Linked DNA regions of Mus musculus: region 1 is linked to region 2. The links are chromatin contacts, called in public HiChIP or PLAC-seq maps. All regions are on one chromosome and are shown on one strand. Each heading gives the region's core, a stretch centred on a gene start, on an enhancer-like site or on the middle of the called end of the contact. The rest is flanking DNA. Distances are from core to core; before and after follow the strand shown.

Region 1 (6,138 bases), core at 1,900-4,399, 890 kb before region 2:
AGAAGCAGAGAAAGGCAGAGAGAAGGAAAGAGTACAGAAGTAGAGGCCGGCCATGGTCATGAGCACATGGAGAGAGGGGGGAAGAGAATGTGGAAGGGAGAGGGGATGGGAAGAGCCCAAGAGGGCAAGAGAGAAGCAAGAGAACAAGAGAGGGAGGATGGGGGGCAAGCAGCCTCTTTTATAGTCAGGTCTACCTGGCTGTGGGGAGGAGCATACCTGACTGTTGCCAGGTAACTGTGGGGTGGAGCTTAGACAGCATGCTAACATTAACATCATCTCATACTCTGGAGACAGAAAAATTGAATAACTATGTGATTAAAAGTAAAGATATGAAATAGAGCCTTAGAAGAACTACATACAGAAGAAAGTGGAGGCTTAACTAGAGCAGCCAGCAAGCAAGAAAGAAAAAACAAAAAAACAAAAACAGCAAAGGGAAGACATCAGGGAAGGGGCCGGAGAAGCTACTCTTCCAGAGGACCCAGCACCCACACAGCAGTTCAGACCCGGCTGTAACTCCACTTCCAGGGCATCTGACTCCCTTTTCTGCCCTTTTGTGCACACACGGTGCACAGACATACATACAGGTAAAAGACCCATAATTTTTTTTTTTTTTTTTTTTTTTTTTGGTTTTTCGAGACAGGGTTTCTCTTTTAGCTCTGGCTGTCCTGGAACTCACTCTGTAGACCAAGCTGGCCTCGAACTCAGAAATCCGCCTGCCTCTGCCTCCCGAGTGCTGGGATTAAAGGCGTGCGCCACCACGCCCGGCTATAAGACCCATAAATTTTTTTAAAGGAAAAAAATTTTAAGGAAAAAAAAAAGAGGAGGGGCTTGGCTGAAAAAAACAAGTATTGGTTATACTCAATATGTCAAAGACATTCAGTAAAGCCCAAGAAAAGGTCACTTGATGAGTTAATTAAATAACCACTTACTGAAAGAGTAATAGGGAAAGGACCAGTATTAATGAGTGAAGAAGTAATTAAGAGCATATAAAAACTGAAATAAGGGCTGGAGAGATGGCTCAGCGGTTAAGAGCACTGGCTGCTCTTCCAAAGGTCATGAGTTCAATTCCCAGCAACCACATGGTGGCTCACAACCATCTGTAATTGGATCTAATGCCCTCTTCTGGTGTATCTGAAGACAGCAACAGTATACTCATATAAACATAAAATATTAAAAAAAAAAAAAAAAACCTGAAATAAAAGCTACAGAAACGGCATCCTGTATCCCTTTCGTGGGCATGGCATACTTCTTCATCAACAGAACGAGTGAGAAGGAAGACAAATTTTCTCAGATAAAAACAGGAGTTTAGGGTGAAGGTAACGGACGTTTAGAAAACAAAAGCAAGAGGGCATCACTTATGGAGGCTGACAGCCTGCCAAGTACCACTCACAAAGTTACACCACGGGCAACCACGTGACTTTCTCCAATAGTGACCAGCAGGTGAAGAGTTAACCAAGACTACAGAATGAATAAAATGATGGAAGGCAAAAAAAAAAAAAAAAAAAAGGGGGGGGGGAGGCAGCCAGAGTTAGATTCCACACCAGAATGAGCTGGGAAGTCAAAAAGGGGGGGGGGGGGGCTATGGAAGAAACCAAAACCACAATCAATTGGAAATTCAATCCCTCCTGTCAGAGGCCGGTGGTCATCTAAGACTAGAACTCTTTGAAAACAACAACACTTAGAACTGATCCCACACTTCCTCCAAAGTTGCAATCTGGACCTGCTTCGAGCTTATTTTAAAGACAAGTCTCTGAGATAGGGCCAGCCAGTGCTACATAGACTGACTCGGAAAAACAAAAACATCACAAAAATCTTCCTATGTTGCCTCAGTTTATGAAAAAAACCTGCGTTACTCTATGACTTGTCGGTGGACACCAGTTAGTTTGTATCATTTTCTCATTGCCTCAACTACAACACATGTACTCCAGTGCGCACAATAATAGTATATAAAAAAACATACTCATACAATAATAGAGGACATTTTGTTACTGAAACATATGCTCCTTTAATCCTTACAAAAACTCTTGGAAAGGGCACCACTGTCTCAATCCCAGAAAAAACGGGTAACATGCCCATGGCCTCTGAGCTCTGAGAGGTTCCTTGGAGGTTAGGGTTCAAAAGCGGGTGAGGAAACTCTGCTGGGTCTTATCACACAGGTGGGAAAACCAGAAAAGGGGCTTCTCACAGGGGCGGCCTCTGGCTTAGCTCTTAAGATGTGCAGGCTGATTGACAGCCACGAAATGGAAACCCTCAAGAAAGTCACTGATTTCAAAGAATCAGAGGTCTAACCAACCAGCCAAGCAGGACTAACCGGGTTAAGGGAAGTCAAATTCTCGGTTATCTTAGAAGCGGGAAGTCGCTATTTAGCTCACGCGTGTTCTTGTCCTTTCCTGGCAATTGAGGTTGTTTTTTTCTGTTTGTTTGTTTGTTTGTTTTTCGAAACGAGGTTTCTCGGTGTATCCTGGAAACGCTGTAGACCAGGCAGGCCTCGAACTCAGAGATCCGCCTGCCTTTGCCTCCGGAGTGCTGGGATTAAAGGGTGCCCACCGCCCACCAGACAATTTTCATTTCCAATATGTGCCCAGACAACGCTGAGAAGAGCACTTTTATAATCAGTATCATGGAGAAAACCTGACGTTTTGCACCTAATTATAAACCCACAGACTTACAGCATCAACTAACTTAATATACTCAAATTAAATTTGGAGTTTCATACCATTACTCCAACAAATCCAATATATATATATAATTTTTTGGCCGTCAGTATTTGTTGCAGATTCTGCCAAGGTTTCAGATAACACAAGCAAGGATGCTCTTGCCCCAGGGTGGGCCGCTCGGTATATTCGCAGGGTTAGCCGAGACAAGGGGAATGACTGGCGGGCGCTGTCTACCCGCGTAAGACGGAACAGGGAATCGCCACGGGCCCAGGCCCCGGCACCTCTCACGCTGCCGCGCCGCCTCCCACGCAGACCCGCGGGCCGCCCCGACACACCGAAGAGCGCCCACTCACGTCGAGGGTCCTGCCTGCTCTTTCAGAGGGACCCGGGCCAGCCCGGCCGCGGAAGACGCCGAGCCGCCTACCTCAAACACGGTGCACTCGGACTGGAGTCCCGAGCGGACTCATCGACTCGCTCGGCCCGCAGCTGTGCGGCCTTCCCGCGCGCGTTGCTGATTGGCTGCGCCGCGGGGGCGGAGGCGGGGGCGGGACCAGGCCGCGCTCCTCTGCTCTGAAGTAAGGGCTTTTCAATTACCCAACCACCAGTTCAGTTCAGACGGTCGTGGCTAAAGGAGCCAAGTACGTCTAAATAAGTAAATAAGTAATAAGTAAATAAGGAAAGAAAAGAAAGAAAGAAAGAAAGAAAGAAAGAAAGAAAGAAAGAAAGAAAGAAAGAAAGAAAGAAAGAAAGAAAGAAAGAAAGAAAGAAAGAAAAAGAGAGAGAGAGAGAGAGAGAGAGAGAGAGAAAGAAAGAGGGGGGAGGGAGGGAGAGAAGGAGAGAGAGAGAGATAGAGAGAGAGATCTACTTCGAACATAACTTTCTAAGTGGAAGATAATGGTTAACTAGTACTATATATAGTGAGGGAGGCAAATGGGAGTTTGGACGTAAGGTTTGTTTTGTGTTTATCTTCAACTTCTGGCTTTGCAGTTTCCAAAGTGTCCAAAGAGGAACCCCACCCCAGAAATGAATACAAAAACTAACTGGCAATGAGACACTGTTAGTATTTAATTTGGTATTCTTGGGTATACATACATCATTTACAACTTTTTAAGATTTGTAGTCGTTTTAGATTTATTTCATATGTATGAGTGCTTTGCTTCATATAGTATGTGTTCCACGTGCGTGTCTAGTACATACAGGGGTCAGAAGAGGGGGTTGGATCCCCCTAGATAGGAAGTCCCAGATAATTGTGGCACCAACACGTATTTTCTTTTTAATTCTGATTGTGTTTCTGCATATGAATGCAGTTGCCAGCAGAGGTCAGAGCTGCAGTTGCCAGCAGAGCATCAGGTACCTGAGATGCAGAGTTATCGGTGATCTTGAGCCACAAAACTCGGTTGCTGGAAACCGAACTTGAGTTCTTTTAACAGCTAAGCCACTTCTCCAGCCCCATTGCTACTGTGGCTGGTAGCCTTTCAGATGTAGATGATAAGATCCTACTGCTGTAGCAACCATGTGTGTACAGAAGTCAAGATGGAACTGGACTGAATGCTTACTCTGGAAGGTTAGCTTTCATAACATAAGGATGCCTTATGGAAGAAGTCACCAGCAGTCTTGCCCTGCTGTGACCTTGTATGTTACCCGGCTGCCCTCCCAGGCAAGATGTACCCACATTTGCAATAGTGGCAAACTGTTAAGTGGGTAGCCATCTTCTTTCCAGCTTGATTTGAGGCCCACTCCATAGGAGGGGATTCATGTCCGGCACAGTAGACCTGATCAAATCTGCGTCTGGGAGGTCAATGCCCTAGGGGGGAAGCTACTGTTCTTTTGCTGACTAAATGTATCATACATATCAAGCAGCCTTCCAAATATTTATGTTTACCCAAACATTAGTACTGCCTTCAGCTTTGGGCAAAGAAGCTTCATTTTGCAGTAGTAGTGCTTAATACAGAGACTCATAACTGCTCAAAGTGCTGAGAATAAGTGGCTTGAATGCTCAGCCCTAAATGAAACATCTAACTTGCTCCTTCCAAAACTCAAAGAACATCATTTGGTGGGTTGGGGGGTGGGGGTGGTAATGGTAGAATCTGAGAGCCAGAGGAAGGGTAGAAAGGTAGGCGTGTTGTGGACTCTTGTCTCCCTGGCACGACATGAACTCACTAGTAGCTAAGAACTGTTACAAGGCAGTATCTGTCTTGACGTTGTGAACATGACATGTGAACATGGAACAGGGCTATGGGCAGTTAATGATTGCTTGAGGAGAGGAGGTATTTTCTTCAATGGTATAGCAACTAATTAAGTTGCCAATCTATACTGTAAATAACCTTTCACCTTTGCTCACGTAACCAACCCTAATTAAACTTATATTAGCTGAGTCTCCACTCTTCTTTTTAATAGCATGCATTAATTATAGATAATGGTTTCATCGTATTTTCATGTTTATAATGTATTTTGATCAAACCCACTTATTATAACCCTCTTTTGTCCCCTTCCCCCTCCTCCTGACCCACTTTCCACATCAGTTCTTGTACAGTCACATTTTATTTGTGTGACTCAATAGGTTTAATTATGGATGCTTACACATGAGCATGGATAAGGAGGAGAGATTATGAAGTTAAGGTTATCCTTGGATATAGGGATTTGGGGCCACCAAACTCCTTTATCCATCTTTATTGGTTATTTTCCTGTTGCTGTGATCAGAAGCTCTGACACAAGCATCTTAGGGGAGAGGGGCTTATTTGAGTTCAGAGTTCAGGGGAAGACTGGAAGTCATGAAGCAGGAATGTGACACAGCTAGTCACATTAGGTTCTTGATCCGAAAGTAGAGTGACAAAGGAATGCTAGTGCTCCACTTGCTCTCTCCCTTGTAGCCAGTCCAGTACACCAGTCCATGGGGTGAGGCTGCCCACAGTTAAGGTGGGCCTTCCTACCTCTGTGTCTTAGTCAGGGTTTCTATTCCTGCACAAACATCATGACCAAGAAGCAAGTTGGGGAGGAAAGGGTTTATTCAGTTTACACTTCCACATTGCTGTTCATCACTAAAGGAAGTCGGGACTGGAACTCAAGCAGGTCAGGAAGCAGGAGCTGATGCAAGGCCATGGAGTGATGTTCTTTACTGGCTTGCTCAGCCTGCTTTCTTACAGAACCAAAACTACCAGCCCAGAGATGGTACCACCCACAAGGGGCCCTTCCCCCTTGATCACTAATTGAGAAAATGCCTTACAGTTGGATCTCATGGAGGCATTTCCCCAACTGAAGCTCCTTTCTTTGTAATAACTCCAGCCTGTGTCAAGTTGACACACAAAACCAGCCAGTACACTGTTAATCTAATTTTGAGATATGCCCAAGGACTGTTTGTCAAGTAGACAGTATTAGCTGCCACACTATTCATCCAATCATAGCCAAGTTGATTATCCTGTCCTTTGTCATCTTTGAAACATTAGGATAGGTAGTTGAGTCAGGCACATCAGGACATAGAGAC
Region 2 (6,026 bases), core at 296-2,795:
TACTATCACTAGTATTCAGTGGTTCTAAACGTAATCACTACTCTCACTAGTATTCAGTGGTTCTAAACGTAATCACTACTATCACTAGTATTCAGTGGTTCTAAACGTAATCACTACTATCACTAGTATTCAGTGATTCTAAACGTAATCACTACTATCACTAGTATTCAGTGATTCTAAACGTAATAACTACTATCACTAGTATTCAGTGGTTCTAAACGTAATCACTACTATCACTAGTATTCAGTGATTCTAAACGTAATCACTACTATCACTAGTATTCAGTGGTTCTAAACCTTCTCAATGCTGAGACCTTTCAATACAGTTCCTCATGTTGTGGTGGCGCCCCAACCACAAAATTATTCCATTGCTACTTCACAAGTGTAATTTTGCTACTGTTATGAATCATAATGTAAAGCATATGATATGCAGGATATCTGACTTGTGACCCCCCAAAGAGGTTGCCACCCACAAGTTGAGAACCACCAGTTTAAAATAATGTAGAGAATGAATGAATGAATGAATGAATGCCAACTTAACTGGGAGGAATGGGTTGCGTCCAGTGGGAACACAGAAAGAAGGAATTATCCATCAGCCTGAAGCATCCCAGAAGGCTTTGCAAGACAAGGATAAGATGTGATTATAACCTTAAAAGGTGAGACATTCACCTTAAGATGGATGGGGGAAAGGAAGACTTCATGTCCGAGGAAGCAGCCTGAGCAAAGGTTTATGAGGGACGTTGTTGCTCTGAGCTAGGTAGTGCAAGGAAATGGAGGACACGTGACAAAAGTGCCCCTTTGAGACCAGACCACTCATCTGGGCATGACGGGATTGAAACACATTGAATCAGGATAAATGGAAGGAAGAAAAAGATCCTGACGTTGGCAATATAATTAATAGGCTCCTCTTGATAGGTTAATCTAGATCCATTCTCATGTAAAGACAAAATGTGATTGCACAAATGCATTTCCAACAGAGTTGAGGGAAATCTAGAGTCCAGGCACACCAACCTTTCCACATAAGCTGGGTTTGGCAGCCCAGGAGCAGGGGGCCAGCCAGTGCTTTCAGGTTAAGCACCTGAAGTGTCTCCTGGCAGAGTGCAGAAACACCCAGCTAGTTGTCACAGGACCAAGTCCTTCCTCTCCTACCCAGGTAGCTGGATGCTCCCCACTTCTCCCTACAGCCAGGGGAGAGGATAGTATAGTAGTATAGTAGATTCTTTGAACAATGCATAGGAGGGAGCAAGCCAATCTGCAAACCTGCTGCCCTGGGTTCCATGAGGGACTTGAATGGAGCTGCAGCAGAGAGGCGTTGGTCCATCCCCATTCAAGTCCTGTTCAATGTACTCTGTCCGTTTCCTGCTCAGATTTGAGGATTTTCGGGCCTTGAGGGAAAGTCCCTAGGGGCCAGCATTAGACCGAGAACAATCACACGAGATTGACAAGAGTGGCGAGCACAGAAGGAAAGGCAGTGTCTTGTCCAGAGCTCGAGAAGGGCGGGGGAGGGCGGTGGAGCCCGGGTTACTTTGAGGAGGCTGCACAGCCACAGAGCGACGGGGAAGAGAGCTAGCGGGGACGACCAGGCGGCCCGCTTGGGGGAAGGGAGTCGGCGGCTCAGTGGGCCTCTGGGGTGTAGTATGTGTCAGTGCCTGTGAGTGTGTTTGTGTGTGTGTATGTCTGTGTGTGTCTGGCGGAGAGCCAGGGTGATTTCCCATAAACCACATGCCCCGCCAGCCCGCCCGCTTAAAAGGCTGTGCCGAGGGCTGGCCAGCGAAGCTCGGCCAGGGGAAAGTGAAAGTTTGCCTCGGTGCTCTCGGTGTCGCTGCGGCTCTCTGCATCCCAGGACAGCGGCGTGGCCCTCGACCGGGGCGCGGGCTCTTCAGCCACTAGCGAGCAAGGGAGCGAGCGAACCAGGGCGGCCAACACGCCGTGCCGGGACCCAGCTGCCCGTATGACCGCGCGGGGCGCCGCGGGGCGCTGCCCTTCTTCGGTAAGCTGCAACCGTGGCGCGCGGGGCCCGGGCCGGGCTGGGGCAGGAGCTCTGCAGCAAGCAGCAGGCGGCTCTGCGGGGCCACTTGGAGCGGACAGCCCCTTCTCGCCAGCTGCCCAGGCTTCTCGGCCCTGGGTTCTGGCTTCCTTACTGCTTCTAAGCTACGGCTGAGGCCCGCGGTATTTCAATAGCTGCTCCTGGGGCTGCAGCGCTTTGCGAGGTAAAGAGAAGGCTGCTCATCCCATTGCACGGAGGAGAACACTGAGCTACCCACAGGCTGGAGAGAGAGATGGGGGTCTGGGGGGGGGGGGTATCGCAGGGATTGGCACAGGCCCAATGTCTGCCAGAATGGTCAACCAGGTCTCCAGGTTCCGAGTGACACAAGATCCGAGTGTGGCATCATCCCCAGTAGATATCTTTCTTTGGTTGTTGCACATGTTTTAGGCCCCAGTTGGGAGTGGGCCTTCAGGGTAGGGAAAATTCAGGCTCACTCAGCTTTACACCAGGACCTGTGCTGAGCAACCTGTTGGCAGAGAGAGAGAGAGAGAGAGAGAGAGAGAGAGAGAGATGGGCATGCTGCTACTTGTTCAATGGATGTGTAGGAACTATTAGGGACTTGGGTGGCTCTTTGAGGGGAGCTGGACCCGAATCTTTTCTTGAAGAAAATGAGATGGGGCTATTCTAGACTCTGCGGCTGACTGAGGAAAGAAAGTGCAAGGAGAGTTCAGAGCTGCAGCTGATAATGGGCTGCTCAGAAGCTGTCTCCAGTAATGGCAGCAGATGATAGCATGGCTCTTACAGAGTGAAGGATGGTACTTTCAATCCACAGCAAGTGGGTTTGCTTCAGAAGAGAATGAGAGGGAAAACCTGGAGGGTAGGAACCGAACTTGTGATGGGCAGCGCGTTGCAGGTGTCTGGGAGGAGAGAAAAGTAGAACAGCAGAGAGAGGGGCTCAGTGAGAGGCAGAAGGTGGGGTTAGGAGGAGGGGAAGGGAGGAAGTTATCCCACATGCAACAAGCATAAAGAGAGAAGAGGGAAGAAAAGAAAGACTACAAGGAGACATAAGAGGAAAGAGAGGAGGCCGAGGTTCAGCCAGGCAGTCAGGCCGGGTCTCTGTCTGCAGACTGTACTGATTGGAAAATGGAACATGATGTCTTGAAGTGCTCAGAGACTGCCGCAGTTTCCAGGCTGCTCTCATAGTCAGAGGCTGAGGCAGTGGGTGGGAGGAAGAAGCAAGCCAGGAAGAGCCTGTCCAGCCAGATGCAGGCTAGAGTATTAACCCTTGGGTGTCCATCTGTATCCCTGTCTATGGCAGCATTGGGGTTACAGAGCCAGATCCAGGAGTGGCTGGTCATCTTTGAAGCCAGCAGCTGTGCATTATTTCTGTGCATGCTTGAAATGCCACCAAAAGCCAGGTAGCCCTGAAGTAATGTCTTTATCTTGCTATCTCCAAACATCAATGGCTTGAAATTCCTGGGTTGAGATATTTCTGAACATCTCCATTCCCGGGTCCTTTCCTTCATACCATACACACATGGACTGACAGGCTGAGTGATACCAGCCTGGGCCAGAGTCATCTTCTGCAGTCATTTCCTTTAACAGGTTCTGAGACTGGGGTTCAGGAGACCCGGGCTGCCACTCCCACTCAGGACTAACTTTCCAATTGCCCAACCATGCCCAATGCAGTTTATCAACCCATAGCTGGCTGCACCCTCTCCCCCACCTCTTTCTCCCTGTCTCTCTGTGTCTGTCACTCTGTGTCTCTGACTGTCTGTCTCTGACTGTCTGTCTCTGACTCTCTGTCTCTCTCTCTCTCTAAGGTCAGGCAAGGAACCTAACAGGTCCTGTGCGTAATGGCATTAGGCAACCCTGTGCCTTAACACCCATCAGCATCTTCCACCCTTTAAGGCCTCACTCTTCCCTCCGCATGGCCCAGCCAAAGCTGCCTTTCCTCCCTGGTACTCACTGGCAAGGCTTTGGGCTTTTAGATGTAACCCAGTGTTGTTATGGACTGTTTCATAGCCTCCCTGTGTTTTTCCAATGCGCTCCTATTTGCAACATTTGTCTCATCATCTGGACTATTGGGGCAGAGCCAGATCCAAGAAGGTGCCAGTCATCACTCCACCCTGCCAGCATTTCCCTGAATTGGGGGATATCAGCAGCCAGAATGCTCAGAATGGCAGCATCAGGCCAGGGAAAGAAAGCCCAAGAGTCCCTCTGCCCCAGGCTGGCATCTCCCGGGATACCCTATTGGAGCCCGAAGGGATGGAAGGATTTTAGAGTAGAGGAGGAGGAAGGAAGAAAGGAGAAAGGAAGGACCCAGTCAGGTGTCAGGAGCCAGACCTAGGACTCTAGGGATGAGCAGCTGCAGGGCCAGGTGGGTGCTGACGGAAAGGAGAGAACTTTCTTGCTGTGGCAAGAGTTTGCTGACTAGATGAAGGGCCTGATGGGTCTCAGATAAACAGATGCCAGCAGGGAAACACAGCATTGTCCTTGATTAGTCAGCTGGACTCCTCTTGAAATGCAAGTCCAAGGCTCTAGGAGGTCTCCCACTGGAGCTGAGTTCCCAGTGTTGCATCCTGGTATTTTCCCCTGTAGAACCAGACCTGTGTAACCAGGTGGGAAGGAAGGAATGAAGGAAGGAAGGAAGGTGCCAGGGGTAATGAGTGTTTCTGGCTTGCAATCTGAAAGCTAGTGACTGACCACAAGTTTGAAGGCAGCTTACAAGGTATCTATTTGTCTCAGTGTTAAAAGTTAAAAGGATAGAAAATCTTACCCTTGAGTCTCTCAGTCACTAAAACTTATACTGGTTGGCACACCACCAGTATTATCATTAGACATTCTCTGTAAGATGGAAAGGTGGCTCATCATTTAAAAACACTTGTTGCTCTTGCAGTGGATCCAGGTTCAAATCCCAGAATCTAGATGATGGTTCACAACCATTCATACCTCCAGGTCCAGGAGATTCCAAGAAGGAAGCACATAGAGTGTGTGCATGCAAGCAGGCAAAATATTCATAAACACAAAACAAAAACAGTAAGCCTTTTAAAATTGTCTTTTAAAGTACTCTGTATTGTTGAGCTGCTCTGGGTTAACCTCAGAAGAGTTCTTGGAGAAGATGGCATTTGGGCTATTACCAAGGGAAGAGTGAGGTGGTGCCCTGGCTGATAAGAATCTAATGGTGCTGCAGCATGGGAATGGGGCGTTGTTTCTTTGCCCTTAGTGGGACATGGGGGTAGCTAGGGAGAGGAAGTGCTGGAAAGACATGACTCCCTTCTGTTATAGACATGGCTGGGCTCCCGGCTGCTGCTGGTCTGTCTCCTCATGAGCAGGAGTATTGCCAAGGAGGTGTCAGAACACTGTAGCCACATGATTGGGAATGGACACCTGAAGGTCCTGCAGCAGTTGGTGAGTATGAGACCATGCCTTCTCCTCACTGAGGAAACTGAGGTAGCAAGCCAGAAGGCAGAGTCAAAGAGAGGCTTCCAGAAAACAGTCAAGTGGATAATGGCTCTCCTGGTACTTCTCTCATTGATCTTTTTAGGTCCTCCCAACCCCTTAGTCTGGGTCACCTGTAGTGACTAGGGTGGGCTTCTAACTGCTGCCTGGGTTAATGGTTGTCCAGGAATGTCCACTATGGATTCTAAACTGCTCCTTGACCCTGCTCTGACTCAGACAATGCCTCCTTTGGGAAGTCAGCCCAGTCTGCCTGCTGGGTCCAGATGGTTCATCCTGCTCCTGGATAGCCAGATCCCTGAGCGCCTGGCACCAGGGCCCCACCCAAATTTAGATGGGAGGCTCTAGCCTAACTCTGCGCCTTCTGCCTTCATTCCCCTGATCCTTGCCCCTGAGGTTGGAATGCCCTGCTCATCTGGGCCAGGAAGGAACCCAGGTCCCATTCTAATAGGCTTAATGCAATCTTCAACAATTCTAAATGTCATCTAGCCAGGCAGGATCCAGTTGTTGTCATGGTTCCTGCTCCTCTCACTAAAGAATTTATTCCACAAGCCCGGCAGGGTGGGGCACCAGTGGGTAAG

The links. HiChIP or PLAC-seq counts read pairs in DNA pulled down with a chosen protein or histone mark.
Region 1: an H3K4me3 HiChIP or PLAC-seq map of bone marrow-derived macrophages shows a contact between it and region 2, with 4 times the contacts expected there. The contact joins the promoter of Clcc1 here to the promoter of Csf1 in region 2. A contact is called at or near these places in 2 of 39 promoter capture datasets (both in liver) and 1 of 115 datasets of contacts at active chromatin or transcription factors (bone marrow-derived macrophages).

What each region holds. Positions count from the first base shown.
Region 1 is chr3:108,650,924-108,657,061 of GRCm38.p6, reverse strand. Clcc1 (chloride channel CLIC-like 1) reads right to left here and starts at 3,149. Exons shown (of 12, transcript NM_145543.2): 1 at 3,082-3,149.
Region 2 is chr3:107,755,988-107,762,013 of GRCm38.p6, reverse strand. It overlaps Csf1 (colony stimulating factor 1 (macrophage)), which reads left to right and starts at 1,545. Exons shown (of 9, transcript NM_007778.4): 1 at 1,545-1,989; 2 at 5,275-5,397. The coding sequence starts at 1,951. The region is part of intron 1 of Gm40121 (a long non-coding RNA gene); the gene reads right to left.